2 separate regions of the Mus musculus genome follow, and region 2 is linked to region 1. The links are chromatin contacts, called in public HiChIP or PLAC-seq maps. All regions are on one chromosome and are shown on one strand. The core of a region is the stretch at or near the end of the contact, and the rest is flanking DNA. Distances in the headings are between cores, read along the strand shown. Region 1 holds the start of Grem2 (gremlin 2, DAN family BMP antagonist). Region 2 overlaps Fmn2 (formin 2).

What was found. HiChIP or PLAC-seq counts read pairs in DNA pulled down with a chosen protein or histone mark.
Region 2: a contact with region 1 is called in a CTCF HiChIP or PLAC-seq map of the NIH/3T3 cell line, with 14 read pairs. The contact joins the enhancer-like site here to the promoter of Grem2 in region 1. A contact is called at or near these places in 7 of 39 promoter capture datasets (the 3T3-L1 cell line, 3T3-L1-derived adipocytes, cranial neural crest and 2 more), 1 of 15 datasets of contacts at CTCF or cohesin (the NIH/3T3 cell line), 2 of 484 Hi-C or Micro-C datasets (nephron progenitors and uterus), 2 of 115 datasets of contacts at active chromatin or transcription factors (the NIH/3T3 cell line and embryonic fibroblasts) and 2 of 9 other capture datasets (adipose tissue and pancreatic islet).

What each region holds. Positions count from the first base shown.
Region 1 is chr1:174,919,698-174,924,400 of GRCm38.p6, reverse strand. Grem2 (gremlin 2, DAN family BMP antagonist) reads left to right here and starts at 2,582. Exons shown (of 2, transcript NM_011825.1): 1 at 2,582-2,828.
Region 2 is chr1:174,675,447-174,680,511 of GRCm38.p6, reverse strand. The region is part of intron 8 of Fmn2 (formin 2); the gene reads right to left. Among named protein-coding and RNA genes, the nearest start is that of Gm51689, 79 kb to the left of the region's middle. Within about 2 kb of position 3,076, at least 14 of the 459 cell types and tissues checked have an H3K27ac peak or open chromatin away from gene starts, as enhancers often do. A contact at or near this core is called in the NIH/3T3 cell line, where this site is marked.

The DNA of each region.
Region 1 (4,703 bases), core at 1,333-3,832:
ACACACACACACACACACACACACACACACACACACACACACACGCACACACACACACACACACATACACACACACACACACATACACACGTACATTCCTCTATACACCTCTGCAACCATAGACACTTGAACACATACATGCATGCACAAACACGCACATAGAAAAAGTATTGATGAAAATGACAATGCCTTTAAAATATTGTACAGGTTTTATTTATTTCTCCCTCCTGTTTTAAAGCCTGCTCTTGCTTTGCCATGAGTTCTATCTCTAAGACAAGACCCTCAGTTCTCTGAGCATCTCTTATAAATTGTAGTATTGCATAATCATTATCTTTTTCACCTCTCTTGGATGCATGCCAACTCTGAATGCCTCTTGGTTGTTTTTGTTTTTGTTTTTAATAGGATATAGAAATAAAGATGGTGACAAGGTAGAGTATAATATAAAATAAAAGAGTGCCTGGCCATTAATCTCCACTGCAGCCTACTCATTATTGTTCCTATCAAGACCCAAGAATTTTCTTATTACCAATGTCTATGCCATTTAAAACAAGTAAGGCTTAATGAACTGTCGCATATAGGGATTATCTTTGAACAAAACTGTCTCCTTAAATGTAGTAAATGATCAGAAGAATAAGGAATATATACAAATGATTTATTTTCCACTAATTGCATAACTGATTAGGCTCAAGAAGTGCCTTTTAAATCATCCAGTTTTGCTCTTCATTAACTGGATTGAATTATTACCTGAAATGAAATTTCAAATTTGAAGCATACAGCCATGCTATCTGTGCCTTTCCACTACTCATGATTCTACTGACACTGTCTCTCTTGTGATATAAAAAGCTATAATGAGCCCTGCATATAATAAGCAAAATAAAAAGACTTGTTTTATGATTATTATTGCTGTTGTTTTGATATTATTTGTAGGTTGTCTCTATTTGTATTCATTCTGAGAGGCATCTCTAAAGCAAGCAACTGATAGCTAGCTTACTTACATATATGACTAGTCCTGAAATAATGTAAAGAATGACCATCAGGTTGGACAACTGAGTCCCTGCTGACAGCTCTTTAGGGCAAAGGTGAACATTGGTTAGACTCTGCCGCATTCACTCTTCGGCTTCCCTTGATTCTCATAGTTAGCATGGGAAGATAAGTCCCAGAAGACGGAAGAGAGGCCTTCACCCCATCTTCCAGCTCTGCTTGGTGTTATCTTCAGCAGCTGCTTATTACTCTGTCCTTTCCCCTGAGGAATCTGGGATGTCTCGGCTGACTCTGGGTTGGCCCCTTCTGAGTAACTGCTTTGTAGTTCCACATTGTTGGAATGGATTTAAATATGAAAAGAAAGCAGGCAAGATGTTTGTTAGCAGCAAATTGTAAAATATATATATATATATTATTCTCTATGATTTTGAACTTAGGTGCGCTGTGAGTTGGCTGAAGCCAGAGTGTCGGGTTTTAATAAGGCATGCAAAATAGGATAATTCTGGGAAAGAAACCATCAAGGCAAAAATCAAAATGGAGTTCTGTGGTTTCAGAAGCAACAGCTTTTGCCAAGAAAACCAATAAAATATACTGAGGAAAGACCATAGTAGGCTGTTTTTTAAAAAAATAAGGTGAAATCTTATTTTCTTTGAAATTTCCCAGCTCAGTAACTAAGGTCTCAGGATTTTCTTAGGCCATTTCTTCATTGATGGGATCAAAGGTTTACCTCTGTGCATGTATACAGATGATGAGTTTACACTCAGGTGCCTTTGTCAGTTGAGACTCATGGAGGTTCAGTGCTGAAGAGGCCAATGGAAACCAAAAATCCCCCAGAGAAAAAGCCAGCATCCAGCGAACATCACAGTGAAGTGATCTATCCTGTCCAGACCAAGTGTGCGAACATTGGTCTATATTCTCTGGATGCTGAATAACCTGATTCGTATTGGAAATCTCTGTGTTCAAAATATCGGGAAAATATAAGGATATGTGGAAAAGAAAATAAATCTAAACGTTGGATACTTTGCGCTGAATTCATTCAAGACTTTAATCATTAATTAAACTCATTTTTGGCCATGGGATCAGCTTGCCTTCAATTTCACCCGCCTCAGTCATTAAAAACAAAAGGAACCTAGCTTTATGTGCATGTGCACACACATGTGTGCTTGTACGTGTGTGTGTGTGTGTGTGTGTGTGTGTGTGTGTGTGTGTGTGTGTGTGTGTGTGTGTGTGTGTGTGTGTTTCTATACTCTTGACATTTTGAGTCCACCCTAAAGAGAATGATCTGAAGGCGTGAATGGGGTTTGCGGGTAAAGAGGCTGGTGGATTTCTCTACATGACAAGGTTTGGATTGGAAGTCTGCTAAACAAAATGTTAAGAGCTGCCCACAAGGTTGTAAATCCACAGTCTGCAAAGAGGAAGGGAGAAATACAGAGAGCGACTGGGGTGTGTGTGTGTGTGTGAAGTATTTGTGGGTTAGATGAGAAGCGAGGGCTGAGTGAAGCCCGAGAAGGAGGGGTGACTGGTGTGATTTGTTTGGTGTTCTGAGCCAATAGAAACTCCAGCCTGTGATAATATCCCCATGCAGCGCCTAGAGGACTCAGTGCTGTCTCCAGCTCCTTCCACATCTGCAGGCGCGGCTGGGACGCGCTCCGCCCTCTGTGCGCTCCACTGGGCTCCGCTCGCTCCGCACACCCTCGCTGCTTCCCAGGCCTCCTGCAGAACCAGGCTGCGGCTGCCCCCGACGATACGGCGCACAGCCCGCTGTGGATCCTGTCATTCACAGAGAGGAGAGGGACAGGGAGACACACAAGGGAACCGAGGAGGAGGCTTCCATCTCGTCATTGCAGGTATGCGGCTTGTCACAACCTATCTGACTGCGCACAGGTTTCTATCTTCTGCCTTTCTAAGGCACCTAGGGTAGATTCACGTCTGTCCGCGGGGCTGGCTGGTTCGCAGAGAAGTGCCGAGTGAATGCCCCCTGAGTTACACTGCTTTCATGTGGCTGGGGCCACCAGGTGGATTCACCTATTGGATTCTGCGTAGGTGGAAAGCCCAGACCTTTAAACTTCACAGCGATCTTTAAATTAACTAATTAAATAAATAACACCAGTATCTGCACATTGTAGTGAGGGTTCCCCTTGGTGACCCGCATTCTAATGATGACCCAACATGTAATTGTTTAGAAAGCAGGTTTTGAATATAGTCAGCCTACCTAATATGTTAATGTGTTCCCTGTAGGATCAGGAAGCCACAGAGGATTTGGGCATGGTCTTGATTTCCTAAGCATGTACCAAAGTGGATACAGCCTCATGGCTGAAATATCACTATGTATTTAGGCTGTGTCTGAAGGAGAGAAGGAAAGAAGGGAGACAGCAAGTAAAAAACAAAAAACAAAAAATGCAGTTGTCATAGTCTTACCTTCACTGATCAATTAATGATACATTTGTCTTTCAGCACCCCTGACAGGATGAGTTCTAAACTCTCTCAAATTAGGTTAAAAGCATACGAATTGATCCCAGTACTCAAGAGGCTGAGGCAGGAGGATTGTGAGTTCCAGGCCAGCCTGGGCTACATAATTAAAACTATGAACTGAAAAACTTTGTACAAAATATAAACATTTCCAGGCAATGAAATGTGTAGTTCGTAGTTTTGTTTAATCGTCCAAGGTATAGATTTCTCTGTGTTTATTTTTGAGGTGAAAGGTAAGGGGGGGGCGATAAAATAGCTATTTTCCTGGGAATTTGCCATGTTTGATTCACAATTTTGAAGCTGGTTATGTAATTTTTCCCCCATGTTGATTACTTATGATTCAATTAACATTGCTTAATCAGTTCCATCTTCCTGGAAAAGCCAACGGGACTGAGTGAGTAATTGTGATAAAGGACTGGTCCTGGACAGTCCTCAGGGCTGATATTCACAGCCTTAGCCTCTGTACGAAGTGCTTTTCCTGGAATGGGGATACAGAGTAGGGGTCTCTTCAGGATGTCACGTGGGCCATCAGATGCAGAATCTGAGGAACGCTCTACTCAGTCAGCTCCTGGTATTTGCTGATGGAGACCCATTCATTGACAGTTCAGAGCTGGCTCATCCCCCCTCCGGTTCCTGAGTTCCAGCACTGCCCTTATCCCAAATCTTGTGCCTGCCCAAGCAAGATAAGGAAGTTATAAGAAAGCTATTCACTTTGCATATCACCGTGGAGCGTTTACGTCGACCCATTTTCTTTTAATCAGATGGCTGTGTTCTTTCGTCATTAGGAAGAATGCATGCGTCGTTCTACTGTGGAGTTAGGAAAATGTCACATTTTTGCCCTTTGACCAAAGCGAGTGATCACATGGGACATTTTTTTAAAAAAGTCTTGACAGGCAATAGATGTGCTGGGTAAATGCTATGTTTAAGGAAGAACATGTTAGTACTGTAGAGAAATATATCTCATCCTTAACATCCTCTGAGAAACTGATTGTAAAATGTTCACTAGTCATTGCATGCAACTCACCCAACTTAAGTCTATTTGTAGTTACAAGAGCTTAATAATAATAATAATTGTTATTATTATTACTGTTGGTGTGTGTGTGTCTGTGTGTGAGTGTGCGCATGTAAGGAGCTAATAGAAAAACTTTAGGGAACCACTTCTCTCCTTCCATATTGGGATCTTGAAAGCAAACCCAGGCCGTCAGGCTGGTGCCGCTGAGACATCCTGCAAGCCTGGATAGTTTTGTCATGAG
Region 2 (5,065 bases), core at 1,827-4,326, 240 kb after region 1:
TCCTATTATTGAGCAAGGTTTACATTTAGAACTCAAACACGAGAAGAACTAGAAGCAAGGATCAAAGCTAGGATTAAGGCAGTGCTGAAGGACTGCAGACATATTTATTGAGGACTATGTGTCTGTCTACTTCTCTAAGGCATAAAGATGCCCACAGTGGCGGCTCATTTTTTTTCTCCCAGTCACTCTATCTCTCCTTTTAAGTAGTAGAAACATTGCACATCCCTTAAGTTTGTTCAGTATGGACCAAAAAGAAGTCAGTAGCTAGACTGGTCAGGAGAATGTAACTTTGACAGAGGAAGAGTACTGCAACCCCCGACCTCACTGCCTCCTCCTCTTTCTTTCTTTCTTTCTTTTCTTGTTCTTTCTTTCTTTCTTTTCCTTCCTTTCTTTCTTTTCCTTTTTTTTTCTTTTGGTTTTTTGAGACAGGGTATCTCTGTGTAGCCCTGGCTGTCCTGGAACTCACTTTGTAGACCAGGCTGGCCTCGAACTCAGAAATCCGGCTGCCTCTGCCTCCCAAGTGCTGGGATTAAAGGCACATGCCCGGCTTTCTTCCTCTTTCTGCTCAAGCGATGTCCGTGCTCCCTGTTCCAGTTGAATACCACATTTCCCCTCGTCCAATCACTATGACCTTTCTGATCTAACCTTTTTTTTTATCTAGGGGAGAGGGGACTTAAAGTGTCTCATAGTCTTTGGGGATTTCTCATATAAAAATAAAAACATTCAAGTTAGCATGAGAATTCTAAATGGAAAAAAAATTGTTGTATATTTTAGATGCAGAATGAAATTATATTCTTCTTCCAGTTGAGGGAAAGTAGATAAAATAAAAAGCAGTTCACAGCAATGATTTTAAGTTGGAAAATAAAATTGCATGCTGCATAAAGTGTTTTGTAAGTATTAATATGTATTATTATTATGCACTCATTATTTTAAATTTTAACTATTCTATATTTTAATATAAATGTTAATAGATACAGAGAAGCTCATCATACATATCTTAGACAACATAACCACAGGTTCATCATTTTAGCACATGGTAATAGAAGTGATACAGGCATTTTTAACTATTGTATCCAAGGAAATAATAACATATAGGTAAGAATACCTATCTACTCCATTATATCTTCTGTCACTATGCCCAACCATTTCATTTACATTATTAAAATTTCATATAGCATTTTAAATTACTTAATTTTTAGTTTGTACGATCTGTAGCAAACTGAAGCTTTCCATATGTATATAAATAGAATGCATCATTAATATATTTCTTGAATGATGGAGTGTAAGCCATTCTAACTATTTGTTGCAAACGCGAGCTCTGTACTGGATTTGTGGCATTTGAAAACTGACACCTGGGTGTAAGTGGTATTCACCCAGGGTCACTGCAGGCAGCTCCATGAGTGGTGCCTCCACAAAAGAAAAGGGAGTGGCAACATTCACCTGCAAAGCCAAGGTCAAGGCAATCCATGAGGTAGACAGCCTTCAGTGCTGAGCTCGAGACCAGCCTGGTCTATATAAAAAGTCCTAGGAAAGCCAGAGATACAAAGGAGTCCCTGTCTCAGAAAACAAAATGAAACCAAGGAAAGCATGAAGTAAGTGGCTGAAGAGCTCAAGCCCATCTCACTTAGGATAACAGATTTTGTCTTGGACTCTGCTTTCTGGGACACTGACAATGAAGCCAGAGACTATTTCTAAAAGTATGGAGCAACCCTCAACTTCAAGGCAAGATGGTGCACTGTAAATCTGACCTGAAACTCCACAAAAGAAAACAGAGATGCTTCTGCGATGAGACCATGTCTGGAGATGAAGTCATCACGCCAGATGAGGGCCTCAGCAGGAAAGCAGGCAACAGAACTGAGAACCCGGGCCCATGCAAGCCCTAACATTTGGCACAGGAAGCTGAAGGTAACTGTTGCTCCTCACATACACTGGATAGCACCAGGACCCTCAAGACCAAACCAGGCCGAAGTGGAGTACAGGAGTACAGGAAAGGACTTCTCTTGTACAAACAGCAATCATGCAAAACACAGAAGCTACAGAGCCCAGTGACACCCACCGTCCCGTGTCCCATGTGAGTCCTGCTAGGGACAGAAGGATCTGAGAAGGTGCCTTTCAATACAGAACAGATATATCAGGAATTCAATCCATAAGTTAGTGCTGCCATTAACATCCTTTTGCAGTGGGCAGTAGTTGATGGAGAGACTTGTAATGGTCGAAGTACTGGGAGTAAGTGATTACTTATGTGTTCTACCCTAAACGGAACATTTATATCAACTCCTTTCTGCCGAAAGCTTGGGAAACATTTTGGAAGGATCACATTCACTGTTAGGAAGGAACCAGTCACTGGACCTAGAGGATGAAAATAAGAACATGGAAAGCAAGGATAAAACACATGATATTGGCAGGGGGTGGAGTTGGGAAACAGTAGGGTAGATTTGGCTTGAATACAATTAATATATGTTCTGCATATATCTGACATTTCAAATAATACAGTTAAAATTCTTACCAAAAAGCTCCTAAACTAGTTTTGTGGGACATGTGATCTGTGCCACATATTCAAATTATGATTATAAAAATCTTATTTGCATAAACAGTATACATGTGTTCATACCCATGTTCTCGTGTACGTGTGCCTTCCTGAGTTGGGTGTGTACGTGAGTGTGGAAGTGAGAGATTGATACTGAATAGCTCTCTTGATTGCCTCCACCTTATTTTCTGAGCTATTTTGCTCACACAACCTACAGCTTGCTAGTGCTGCAAGATGGGCTGGCTGGCTGGCCAGTGAGTTCCAGGGATCCTCTTGTTTCTGCCTCCCCAGTGCTGGGGTGAAGGACATGTACTGCTAAGCCTTTCTTTAGACATGGGTTCTTCAGATGTGACTTCAAGTCCTCATGCTTATCTGGGAAGCAGTTACTGACTGAGCCATCTCCTTAGCTCTGAAACGTGGCATTTAAACACAAATAATATCCAAAGGAATTTGTTCAGACTGGTAAGCTAAACACATACCATAGATGCTTATGTGTCTTGGTATATGGTTTTGTTACACTTAAGTGCATGTCAAGGGCAGATAATAACTAAGGGAGGAATTTTCCTGACGTTGGAGAGGTTGAAGATGCTGAGTAAGTGAATATCTGCACAGTACACGGGCAGGACAAGTGAGTAACAGCAAACAGAGAATGCAAAGGAAGAGGAGCACCACCCTGCAAATGCATAAGTCATCTGACACAAGGAAACAGCCCCCAGGAGAGCAGGATGCAAGAGAAACTAACGGCTTTCATCAGGAGAATGACATTCTCAGAAAGAGCTCTGCTCACTGCCGCTCTAGTGTAACAGTCTAAGTAGCCTGGTGGAACTGAGCACAGCCAGGGGATTGGAGGGCAGAAAGCAGAAAGACAGTAAAGTAGCCAGAACTATATAGAACTAAAACCAAACATACAAAGCCAAAACTCAAACCAGGCAGTTTCCTTGCTGAAAAGCCCCAAAAAAGAACTGTGCACATATCTGCAAACAGCAATTAGCAATGGACTGCCCAAGGAAACGGTGACCATGAGGGACACCCAGTGCTCTTAGGAAAACCAACTATCAAAGTCTAACATAACATAAACAAGAGAAAAAGCAGATTTGACCAACCAACGCCATTCCCCAGTTACTACTGCTGGCGTGCTAGTCAGCTTAACTAATTTACTAGGAATGCCTTGCAATGGAGTTGGTTTCTGAAAATAAGCACAGTTTATCATCTGTTTTCTTTTTTCCTTTTTTAATTAAGCCTATGGAACCAGTGAGTGATTCAAAGTCTAACAGCTTTTCATTTTTAGTTCTGCAATTCGCCTTCAGTGTATTTACAGGTGGAAATGAGCACGCTTTGCAGAGATCCCATGAACCAACACAACAGAACGGTGAAATGGGAGAGCTGGGCTTTAAAAAAATAGCTACACTGTGAAAGTCAATGCATTTTTGTTTGAAGAACCTGATGGCTGAATGGTGCTTCAAACATGAATCAATTAAATTCCTCTAGGAAGCTAGGGGAACACAGATGGTAAATCCAATTCATTTCCACTAATGCAACAGGGTAGACGCTTTTCAGGATGCGGTATCATGTGACACACACTCCAGCCCTCTTCCAGATTAAAGTTTGCTGGTATGTCAAGTACCACCCTAAGTGAAGATTACTGAAACTATAAAGTATGCCTGTGAAATTGAATCCTAAGAAGTGTAAATTTAGACTTCTCATTCTTTCTGTCCTACCTGCCTTCTCTTCCCGCCCCAACCCATCTTTTAAATTGGATTAGAGCTGGGCAATCACCCAGGGGTGTAGAACTTGTTCCCTCTCTCCCTTTATTCACGTTTTTCTTCATTTGAACTTCTAATAGGATTGACTTCCAAGGTTTAGCTTCATTTTTAATATTTTTAAAAATATAACTTAGGACACCTTTGTTCATTTTTCTCAACATGAAGTAAAATGAAAAATTTTTAAAAAATTAAAAAAAAACCTTTCAACTCACAGTTTTCCATGGATATTTTAGATACATTTAGATGTAGTGTTAGTCATTTGATATACTAAGAAAAAAAGAAAGAATGTACCTCAATAACCCGCCCTTCTCCACCTCAGAATCCCTCTTTACTTTCCCCATAAACTCAGTATGTCATAGTAGGAGTACATTTTAAAAATCAGAAGCAATATATACATTCAAATAACTATATACTGCAAAGACTTGACTCTTGTGAACTTAATGATACTCAATAACCCTAAATAAACTATAAAGAGTTTTGTTTTTAAAACCTCACTACAGCAGACTGTATATAGTAACTATGTGGTTTTCACAAAGTCTTAATTTCTTGATAAACAGGAATCGGGCCCTCAGGATTGTGGGTTTTGAAATTAGGGTGTGTTTAGATTTGGAGACTGCCCAAAATTCATTCACATCTAGAAGGGAAAGCTCACTGCCAAACATATGCAATCAGGGAAGAAAAAAAAAAGATTACATTCTAAATAAGGTTTGTATAACAAATACTTCCATCTGTTTCAGAGAGATCAAATACGACGACTTTAAAACAGTCCATTGGC